Regions from separate parts of the Dromaius novaehollandiae genome. Here region 2 is linked to region 1. The links are chromatin contacts, called in public Hi-C maps. All regions are on one chromosome and are shown on one strand. Each heading gives the region's core, a stretch centred on a gene start, on an enhancer-like site or on the middle of the called end of the contact. The rest is flanking DNA. Distances are from core to core; before and after follow the strand shown. Region 1 overlaps GALNT7 (polypeptide N-acetylgalactosaminyltransferase 7). Region 2 holds the start of LOC112997072.

Region 1 (5,564 bases), core at 1,930-4,429:
CCCTTTTCCAAATAAAACAACACAATTCCTACTACAGAACAGAGACACATACTGCTTTTAATTTCAATGGGCAAAAGATTAAGGAGTTTATCACTTTCCTTCATCTTCCAGCAAGCAAAGTCTCCACTAGACAGAATCTGTCTTTTCAGATATACCTGTCTTGTGGTGGTGGTCTTGACAAATGCAGACACTGAAATTTACAGATGCTCAAACTTCCACATTTATATTCCTCTCTATACAACAAAGAGCTTAACTGCAAAGAATCATTCCTGCGTTGGAAAAGAAAAATATTCTGAAACTAAAGTCAAACTTCAAAAAGTATTAATGTAACAGATATCTATTGGTATTTAAACAGCACTTCTTTGGTCAAGAAGGAAGAATTTCACTTATTATAAGGAAACAACATCAATTCTTCACCTACTGGGGAAAAAAATTAAAAGTGGTAGAAACATACTATTAATTTTGTTTCTGTGGGAAACAAAAATTACAGAATCAAAAAGCTAATGTTAAGACCTAACTAATGCTAAGGCCTTTTCTTTCTTAATCATGCTTGATGTAAGCAACCTCTGAAAAGGCATGATCTCTAAAAGCATGATTTACTGACTCTAAGATCCTCCATCTCAATTGTTTTTATGCCTGAACTCACTGCAGCTCATCGTATTTATAAACTGTGAACATACAAGTGCTAGACTGACTTTTTAAACTGCATGATTCAGGCCGCTAATGCATTCCTTTTATAAATCCTTCTCAAAGGATTTCAACTGATTTCAAATTGTAATACTTCAGTTCACAGCACAAGCATTTAAGCTGCTGACAACTTATCAGCTCTTTGCAGAGATAAAATGGGTATGCTATCTAGGTGCATCGAGTCAGTTGTTTGAGGAAATTTTTTCCATTGTGTATTTAGTAAGAGATTAAAAACAGGACCGTGTTCTGTTTTACATATATATTCTTGTGGGCTAAGTTTGGTGATTTAGTTATATTAGAGTGCATGATAAAGAGGTGTTTTGTATGGCAAACTGGAATGGCAGCTGAAGGCCAGGCAAAGACCCCATGGAAAGATAGCAGAAAGTAACGGCACATTTGCCTCATGGCAGAAGGCAGTATCTGACATAGGTTGCAGCGTGCTGCTGATCTCCATCATCAGAAGTTTAGACAAGAAACGTTTCTGCTCTCCAATTAAAAAGACAATGATTGCATTTCAAGTTGACAAAACTTTTTCATTTCAACAGACAAAAGAAACAAAGCAAACACTACAAACAACCAAAACATTTTGCTTGCTTATTTCTTCCTCTTCCTGTAGATAAATAATATTTAGGAATAAAATGGTTAACAGCATAAGAACAAAAAGATACTAAGTAGCTTAACATAATTAAAAAAACCCAACTGATTACAAAAGCTTGAATAGCACAAAACATCTGTTTGCAATTTAAAAGCAATCTGAATGCATTTTTGCTCTGTATTTTATATACTGTTTAAAACATAAAAATAGAGGTCTAGATGTTTTTTTTGCTACATATCCAACTTAATTCCTGCAGACCTGTCAGCACATTTTACTTTTTAAACTTGAAAAATCATGTCTGGCTAAATGTGCCAATTGCAAGACATAATAACACTGCATTTATACTTCTAGTAAGATCCTAATTTTAGCCTTTTCCAGAGACCTGATTTCACTTCTTGGACAGTCAGCATAGTGACTCATCACCAAGCCCATAAGCAGTAACAGACAACAATAACTTGTACATACAATCTCATCTCTTAGCTTGCATTGAGAATTGGAGGTTTTAAACATAGCAGTAGCTCTAAATACATGCAGTTAACACCTATTTTAAGCTCTGTGGCAATTTTTCCACGAAATGTGAACTTTATTCAATTATTTGGGTGCCAAAACCAAGAGACTCCACTCTCTCTTTGCCTTCAAATCCACAGAAAAGAAGTTGGGAAGAACCTGTCTGTGGAGCAGCAGTGACATCCAGTGGTTGGTAAAAATAAATACCAGGTAACCATGCGTGCATTTTCCTTGTATTTGAAGCTGAATTTTACACTACTAGTTTACCTATAAATTTTAGAGTCCTGAAAGAAAAATAGAAAGCCTCAGTTTGCAGCCTCTCATGTTTCAATTTTGAAAGACAGGATCAAGTAGATACGTCAGTCCAGTGACCATTCAGGCAAAGGCTGCAGCTATATAAAACTGGAATGGGGCGAAAGTTTCAAAGTACAAAGGAGACTGCAACAAAGAGGATTTAATGACTTTTCAACCTCTAACTTCATCCTCTAGACACCGTTTCCTGCCCGCATACCGTAGCATGGTACCTTTTCAGATGTAGCCTGCAGGATGACAACTGTGGTGATATGTGAACCAAATTAGTGAAAATAAGCTTAAAAAAAAAAAACCAAGAAACAAATATATATATGTATTTTTGAATTATCATCAGTACAGCTGAGAGGACAGCATGTTGCAAGAGATATGCAGGAAAGACAGCAGCGTGCTTAAGCTGACGTTGCCACTAGACACGCATTTCTCGACCCTGTAACCACTTAAGGTACGGGGCAGGAACAAGCTGAAGCGTATGCATCTGTGAAGGAGCGGCAGGACTTTCCCCAAGCAACGTCGCAGAGCTCCTTTAGCCTCCTCCCCCCGGAGAGCAGATCCTAAGTGAAATGAATCAATAGTTTCAGACCAGTCAACAGATAAAAACTTGTATTACTGAGCAAAAACACAGATCGACGCCTCACTGGAACGAGAAGAGACCTCTCAAGGGAACAGCAGCAATGCAGTAGAGAAACTGAGTAACACTACTTCTGACTATTGGTTTGCATATAAATTATTCCTCCCTCTCCAGCCCACGAGAGCGCGGTACTCCCAGGGACTGTGTCATGCCAGGGTCCCTTTCCCTGGATCGCAGCTGAAATCGTGCACCGGTCGCTGCAGGACAGCACCCCATAAGCCTCTGCACGAGAAGCTGGAGATCTGGATCGGAGCCCTCCTAGCCCAAGGAAGTTTCTGCTCGCCCAGCTAAAGCGCCCCAGGCAGGAGGCCCCCGACTTTGGCTCGCTCCTGCTGACCTCCTTCTGGCCCCACAAATCTGGCCGTGGGTGCATAGTCCAAGGACTGCGCGACTGCACAGCCTCCCTGTTAGCAATCACCTCTGTGGCAGACGTAGGCTCAAATTTCCTCAGGCTAAAAAAAGCCCAAGCTATAGGCTGCTGCTCCTAGAAGAGTACTCCAGCCATCAAGCAAAAGTGTAAGAACGGAGCAGTGACAGCACCAGGACAGCCATTTAAACGAGTGAGCCCTAATCAGATAGATACTTGTACTCAAGGCAATTTGAGATCTTGAGCTGAAGTGTTTATCGTATAATCTTGAATTTCTAAATTCCCTAATACACACGCACCTAAATGCTAGGGAACAGTGAAACAGCATGCAGCCACAACCAGCCTTCCTCCCCGAGACCGTTCTCCTCCGGTCACAAACCGAACTAGCACTGCATTTAGCAAAGGCGCATCAGGTCCCTCTCTGGATTTTGTCCCTAATATTAAAGCTCTACACTTGCGTACTCAGACCAAAATGCAGCAGCACAGATTTCTCTGAGACAGCAGGTTGCTGTCACTGCCACTGAATTCCTGTAAGTGCTCCAGGAGACAAATCCTAAGAAGCACTAATCAGTTCCGCTTCAAGCTGAGCCATGAATCAGTGAAAAGCTGAAGGTCTCAATCTAGCATTTATATTCTCAAGTCTTCCTGAATGTGTAATTAAGACATTAAAATGATAAGCTCTCCTCTGCATTAATATAAAACTGTTCACAATTTTAAATTTTAAGTTGTATTTCATGTTAATTGTGGTTTGAGATTATGCACCACCTGCTTATAATTGTTTTGTAGTGCTTGTATTTTTCCTCACACTTTGAGCTGCTCTAACACTAACAGAGCTTTAAAAAAAATTGTCAGAAAATACTGATGAGATGCTAAAAACCCAACGTATATGGCAATTACTGACATTTCTGCTACTAGGTAAGCACTGTTTAAGAAGTTACTACTCGATGCATTTCCCTACATGCAACTCAAAAGAATCCTTGATGTGCATAACTGGATTTATCAACCCCTGAGAGGTTTTACCTAATATAAGAAGCAAAAGGCTAGAAAGAACCTCTTTGGGCAGCGAGTTCAGTATCAAGGAAATATCTAATATTTCTACCATGCCTCGCTCATCAGATATTAAACCCTGAAGTTCCTGTCCGTGCTCAGTACTGAATTACAATTTATACCATGTAAGTTTATCTAAATGCTTTAACATAAATTCTGGTAACAGAAACATGACAGAGCATAAGTTATTCTAATTTTTTGGTTTTGCATTCAGATTACAATGCATTTGACAGACTGCTTCCTCCACTTGCCCCCAAATTCACATGGACAAGGACTGTGGCTGGAAGGTCACATAAGCAGCTACAGGAAACGCCTCCTACTTCTGCTTCCTCCCCACTCCTCCAAAGGCAAGGCTGAAGGTAAGACTCAAATATACCCCACCTGGAGACCTCCAAGTGCCGCGCTATACATTTTTTTGAATAGGGAGTTATTTAGAGCTCAGTCCTCTCCGTTCAGACTGCAAACACAGGGGTAAGTAAATCCAGTTACAGATACCTTATCCAGTGCCTGTGCCAACTTCTTTCTACTCTTAGGGTGAATTATTTGTGTGTTGAAATTTAAAATTCAAAATGCTAGCAGGCAACTTTAAACACACATGGGATCTATCTTCAGGACAGTTTTCACTATTGGGAGCTGAAAAGTTAACCAAAAATGCTTATTTTCCCTCCAAGGACAATGCCTGGAATTCTAAGCTTTCCTGACCCCTAGGAGATGCTCTAACAAATAAATCGCTAATTACATTTTAAGCACTCTCTTTTCCTGTAGGAATCTTGCCAACAGTAAGGCGGCTGATAACTTGCAGTCAAAAGCCCAGCCTTCTTGATTTAGTTTCACCACTATAATTCATCTGATCTCAATCCTAGGCCCCAGTAAAGCACACAAAGATTTATGTGCATACTACAAAAATTAGTTTTGTTAGTTAGGGAACTGTTACAGTGTACTGTAACACTTGAATAAAAGATTTTTCTCAAGGAACCATGTGAAATGAAACCAAGTCCCTAATGCTCTATTTCCAAGGACACAGATAAGCTTTCAGTAATTACTGTTGGTATTTCATATAGCAGTATCAAATACATAATTCATACAGAGCTATAATTAAGCAGTCAATCACATTCCTGAAGAAAGCAGGCTCCGCTCCACTCCAGAGCTTCTCTATGGAATCTCCTTAGTGATGACATGATTGACTGGGCAACTAACTGCTGTAGAGAACATATTAAATTCATGTTATTCACCCAGTGTAAAAAGACCCTCCATTTCTAATAAGCAGCCAAGATTAATCTGCCTCATGTAGTATCTTGAGTTATTGTTTATAACTAAAGACTTTTTTTCCCTCCAAGTCCAGCACTAAAAATTTGATACAGCAGTTTGACATTTTTAATAACATTTGGACCAACTAAAGGGCAGTCTTCACCAAACTACAA
Region 2 (5,464 bases), core at 21-2,520, 82 kb before region 1:
CCGATACAGTCCCAAGGTGGAGCTTCCAGGGAACGTGTTTCTCACGGTGCCGCCTCTCTCCCCTCCGACTGACACTCCTAGGGCACAGTCCAGAGTGCAGGCCACGCTGGGAGACTGATTTCTTCTGTAGCTGATGTGTTGTCTCCCATTGGCCACTCGTACCTAAAGCAAACCATGATTTAGGTTATTGTTTTATTTTTGACTAAGTTAAAATCTAAAATGTTAAAATCATTTTTAAGAACTCCTTATTAGCTAAATCTCCCTCTTAGCTGCTCTACAACAGCCTGTCTCACCAAAAGTCAAATCCTCCTCTTCTTACTTCCACACATAGGTTGCAGGATTGAACCTGACCACACAACACAAGGAACTGAGGATCAGATCTGCCCGATAAAAGGCCAAAGGCATATTCCTACAAAACATTTCACATTCAAGCAAGAACTTTTCTCAGAGAGCTGCTCACATGAGCAAGTGACAAGATTCTTGCGTATTATGTAAGTGCTGATACTTTCAAAGTTACAGGAAAACTCCTGTAACAATGACACAGGTTTTTCCTACTAGGGTGAAGAATTATTTTTTAAAAAAAGACTTTACATTCTATAAAATCTTGATACAACTTCTCATTTTCTTTAACTCAGAATCAAACCTACTTTCCAAAGGAGCTAATGTTCATGTGGTAATATACATTATAAGGTGTATGGCAGTCTGCTGCTTAAGAAGTCAGTGCTTTTGTGCCACCATTATATCACTGGAACATAAGTTGTAAATTTGAGTAAATTAAGTAATAACTGGCCAGATTTGCAAAAGGGCTAAATTACTTTAGCCTAAAACCCTGATCCAAAACTTTACTTCTCTGAAGCCTAGCCCTAGAGGTGCTTCAGTTTTCAGCATTGAAATCTCCCAGGCACCCAAAGCACTGGTTCAATGAAAGGTCAGTAATGCCCGTGTACGGACAGCCCTCTGCCCCGCTCCCTTCGGGACCGGGCGAAGCCTCCTCTGAACGCGCGCCCTGGGGACCCCGTCTATTGGGCACCCCCCAGAGCTCCAGACAAAACGCAGGCAGTGGCAACACTGCATTTCGTGTGAAGGTTTGTCCGTCTGGGTGGAAAGCTTTGTGTTAAAAATCTCTTTTCTTAAAGTCCTCAGGGGAAGATGCTCCTCACCATTCCTACCTCCCTCTCCCCCCTACACTACTTAATTTTAATGATGATAATAGACCAAGGGTAGATTTACCAGGAAGCTGGGACTGGAAAACTTCATCACCTTCCTCCATTAGCCACCCAGAGTGGGACTAAGCCTCAGGGTGTGAAGCTTAAAGGGACTCCCAGCTGCCAGTCAGCCAGTGCCAAAACAACCTATGAGTGACACGTGCCTCCTTCGAGGCACAAACTGGGAGAATCAATGCCTGAAGCAATACGTGATAGCTATCACAGTGACTTTTATATCATTGTCTACCTGGCGATTAAATGTGACTGGTCAGGGATTAATTGTGGTCATTGCAAAGCTAATTTATTCCACTTCAGAATCCACCTTCAGTATGCTGGCATTGCACACTGCCAACAGCAGCCATACTTCTACAACAAACTGTTTTAATGCTTTTTTACTTTTTAACAGTTTGAGCTTTACATGTGATAAGACAGTGATAGAAACAGAACAGTGAAATACATATCTAAGAAGAGGGAGGAAATCAGCTACATTTCAGTTTGTTAGCATTAAAATAAGCCACATTGGGCACAGATATTAAGTAATACCAGAGCAGAAATGAATCCTCATCCAAAAAGGAGAGCTTACCAAGTCATTAATTACGTAAGATGTACAATGGAGAAGGCAAAGAAAATGACATTACAATAAACACTGCAGGAGTATTCCAAACAGACTCTTCATGCTTTTCAGCAAATCCAGCTTTATCATATATGATTAACAATGAATTACGTTCCTACTGGATAGCTAAAAGCCCTCAAAAGTCAGCCAGAATGAGGACTAGGATTTAAGCAAGCCTTCCCATGTTTATTCAGTTGGTGAAAAAACAAACCAAAGATATTTAATGCAAACAGTTTTCAAGCACGAACTCATCATGATGAATTTGTAAATGGTCAATATTCCATCCACAAGTCAACTTACTGCTTTGCATGCCAGTTATTTTCATGCACAGATTTTTTTTAAGCTGTACAATTGGTTTTAGTGACTGGGCTCAGACAGCTAACACATTTCAGGGTGTAAAAAGGGTCCCTGAACTGTGTATGTTAATGTACTAGTATTGACAAAAGAAAGCTCGTCAAATTGACTCAGAATCAACACAGCCGTTCAACAGCTAAGAACAGTACTGGCAAGACGAGTTAATAGTAATTACCGCAGTTATCACCTCAGCTGTGAATCCCAGGGAGACAATTCCATTACAGGATAACAGAACAGAGAAAAATATGTAGGAAATAGGGAGCTGGTTAACCTTTTGAACTGGTTAACCAGCTCTTTCCTTAAAGAGCACCCCCCAAAATGTGAAAAATGCTCACACATCTGCTAGAATTCTGCTGTCACCCTTCCAGAGAGAAAGTTTGGTCTGCAATTGTTTCTGAACTACAAAAAAAAACCATAAACCAAGCCCACAAAATATTAATCATTTAGTGGGAATTCTGCTCCAGAGGTATGTCATACAGACGGTTAAACTCTCTTGCTGCAACATATAGACGAAAGCCTGGATGGAAATGTTTCTACAGTTTCTGCCTGTAGAGCTGATTAACTTGCAAATATGGTTATAAGGAGAAGAAAGATGCATCCTGATTAGTTTGGTGGTGACAGTCATAGGACAATACATTAAAAGCATTAGATTTCACATAAACATTCACATAAACATGCAAAAATAATTTGACCTGAGCATGACAGGCATTTTTCATGTTGGACATACCTTAAGCTTAATGAGTGACAATGCTTCTGAGGACAACAGTAAATTGCTTCATAATTTTTGCCCTGTGCAAAAATTGTACTTTTTGTCTGCATGTTGTCAGAACATATTGAATTCTTTGCTAGGTCAAAATCAAAGAGTTGCAAAATATTTACCCAGCATTCAACTGTTAGGTCTTGCTCTGTACAAAGACTATAAAGTGATAAATTAGCTCTGGATATTCTGGACATGAAGTTTTTAGATTCAGTTAAAACATTTTCCTTGGATTTCCTATTCCTTGGATGAAGTCATCACATTGAACCTAGGAAAATGGCACAGGAAGAGGTTGAAGATTTATATTGCTTTATCTTTAGTAAATCTTTGAAATCAGAGCTATAATATAAGACTTGACCTATTTAATATAAATGCAAAGTTAAAAGGAAACCAAGGAAACCTGTCCAAAGGAAACCAAAAGTGAAAATTTTCAGCTATGATTTGCAGTTTTGCTACCTGAAAGTCTAGGAAGCAATCTTTCTTAATGTGTCAGTTGTATGACTGCAGTCTATATCATATAGAGGTAAGACACTGATATTTTGACTTTAAATAAGATTTTGGATTCAAAAGTGATTTTACTAAAATTCCTCTTTATTCAGTGTAGTAGAGAAATCCAGTCAATATCTGGCATAGGGCATTCAGCATACTTAAGACAACACTTCTGGCAGGGAAGCACATTATTTTTCTTCACATGGCTCCAGTGGGACTGTGAAGTTCTTCCTCTCCCCATTGCCATCCTCTGATTGGAGCCATGCCCACCCTTAGAGGCATAGATCTTTCTTTAGGGATATCTCAGAGGGCTTCTGTATGTTACTTCTCTCTTCCCCACCTGCAGAACACTGCATCTGCTGGTGGCAGTAGTGTTTGGGTGAAACGTCTAAATTATGCACTGCGTGGGGTTTCAGTGGGGTAGATAAACAAGTGCAGCTAACAAGCCTCCAAAGTCTGTATTTCACAAGATTTGAGACATTGTAAGCACACAACTATGAACAACCTCATAGCTCCATTAACACTAGTGGATTTGCTAGCTATCTCCTCTTGTTCCCAAAGCTGGTGCCATCTGCTTTCAGCAATGGTAGTGTTTATAAAGATCTGGTATAGACCACTACAGCAGCAGCTCTGCATAAGAGCTACAGTTTCTTACAGATACAAAACCTTTATAGATTTATTTTTAAATTAACCTGAAGTTATCAAAGGGCTGTGTAATAGATGCTGAAGGTGACAGTTCCTTTGATGACAGAATCTGGATGGACAATTTTGGGAAAACAGGATGCAAGAACTGTTAGTCTATGTTAGTAGAAAAATAAATCCCTTCCTTCTCAATACATATCTGAAATAACCTCATTATCTACCAACAAATGAAGATGCTCTGGTGACACTTGATTCCAAAAGTCCTTTCAGTTTTTATATGACAAAAACTATTTCTGGCAGGTAAAGCACGAGGAAGAAAGCCACTGTGATTTGATCTGTGGAATGCTGCTGTCAGCAGACAAACACTGAACTCCTAAAAAGAAATCCAACCAGCTAAATTGCTGTAAATGCCACCTTGCATTTCTCCAAAGAGCACTGCCACCATCAGAATCAGGTGGCAGAAACTGGAAAAAAGTCACCAGGGCCCCTTGCCCCATCCAGCAGCAGGTCTGCACTTTCCCTAATCTTCCTTTAGCTGCTGATATATCTGTAGAAACCTTTCTTGTAGCCCTTCACATCGCTTGCCAGATTCAACTCCAGGGGACTTTGGCTTTCCTAGTATCATCACTGCATGCTTCGACAGTGTCTCTATATTCCTCCCAGGTCAAGTCATCTATCCCTGCTTCCACCTCCTGTATGCTTCCTTTCTATTTTTGAGTTTAGTCAAGAGCTCCTTGTTCATCCATGCAGGCCTCCTGCCACCTTTGCTCAATTTCCCGCTCATCAGGACATCAGGATGAATCATTCTTGAGCTTGGAGGAAGTGATCCATGGGGGGGGGGGGGGGGGGGGGGGGGAGGAAGAGGAGAGATAGGAGAGAGAAAAAGAAAAAGACACACACACACACACCACACCAACACCAGCTCTCCTGGACCTCTCTTTTCTCCAAGACTGCCAAGCAGGTCCCTGAACAGGCCTAAGTCTGCTCATCTGAAGTCCAGGGCTGTGATCCTGCTGTTTGCTTTGTTCCTTTCTCTCAGGATCCTGAACTCCTCCATCTCATGGTCACTGCAGCTGAGGCTGCCCCCAACCTTCACAACTAGTTCTTTCTTATTTGTAAGTATCAGGTCAAGCAGACCATCTTTCCTCATCAGCTCTTTGACCACCTGTGTCAGAAGTTGTTCTCAATGCACCCCAGAAACCTCCTAGATTGTTTGTGCCCTGTTGTGTTGTCCCTCCAGCAGGTATTGGTGTGGTTAAAGTCTTCCATGAGGACCAGGACCAGCAAACGTGAGGCCTTTCTCAGACAGCTGTAAGAAGCTTTATCTTCTTCCTGATCAGCCTGTTGGAAGAGGACACCTACCACATCACCACCCACATTGGCCTGCCCTCTAATCCTGACCCA

What was found. Hi-C and Micro-C count contacts between places; a contact is called where the count stands out from the background.
Region 2: a Hi-C map of liver shows a contact between it and region 1, with 9 times the contacts expected there. The contact joins the promoter of LOC112997072 here to the enhancer-like site in region 1. A contact is called at or near these places in 3 of 4 Hi-C or Micro-C datasets (brain, liver and ovary).

Annotation. Positions count from the first base shown.
Region 1 is chr4:47,753,261-47,758,824 of bDroNov1.hap1, reverse strand. The region is part of intron 2 of GALNT7 (polypeptide N-acetylgalactosaminyltransferase 7); the gene reads right to left. Among named protein-coding and RNA genes, the nearest start is that of HMGB2, 43 kb to the left of the region's middle. Within about 2 kb of position 3,179, at least 2 of the 2 cell types and tissues checked have open chromatin away from gene starts, as enhancers often do.
Region 2 is chr4:47,833,846-47,839,309 of bDroNov1.hap1, reverse strand. LOC112997072 reads right to left here and starts at 1,270. Exons shown (of 4, transcript XM_064511748.1): 1 at 1,231-1,270; 2 at 1-162. The coding sequence starts at 1,270.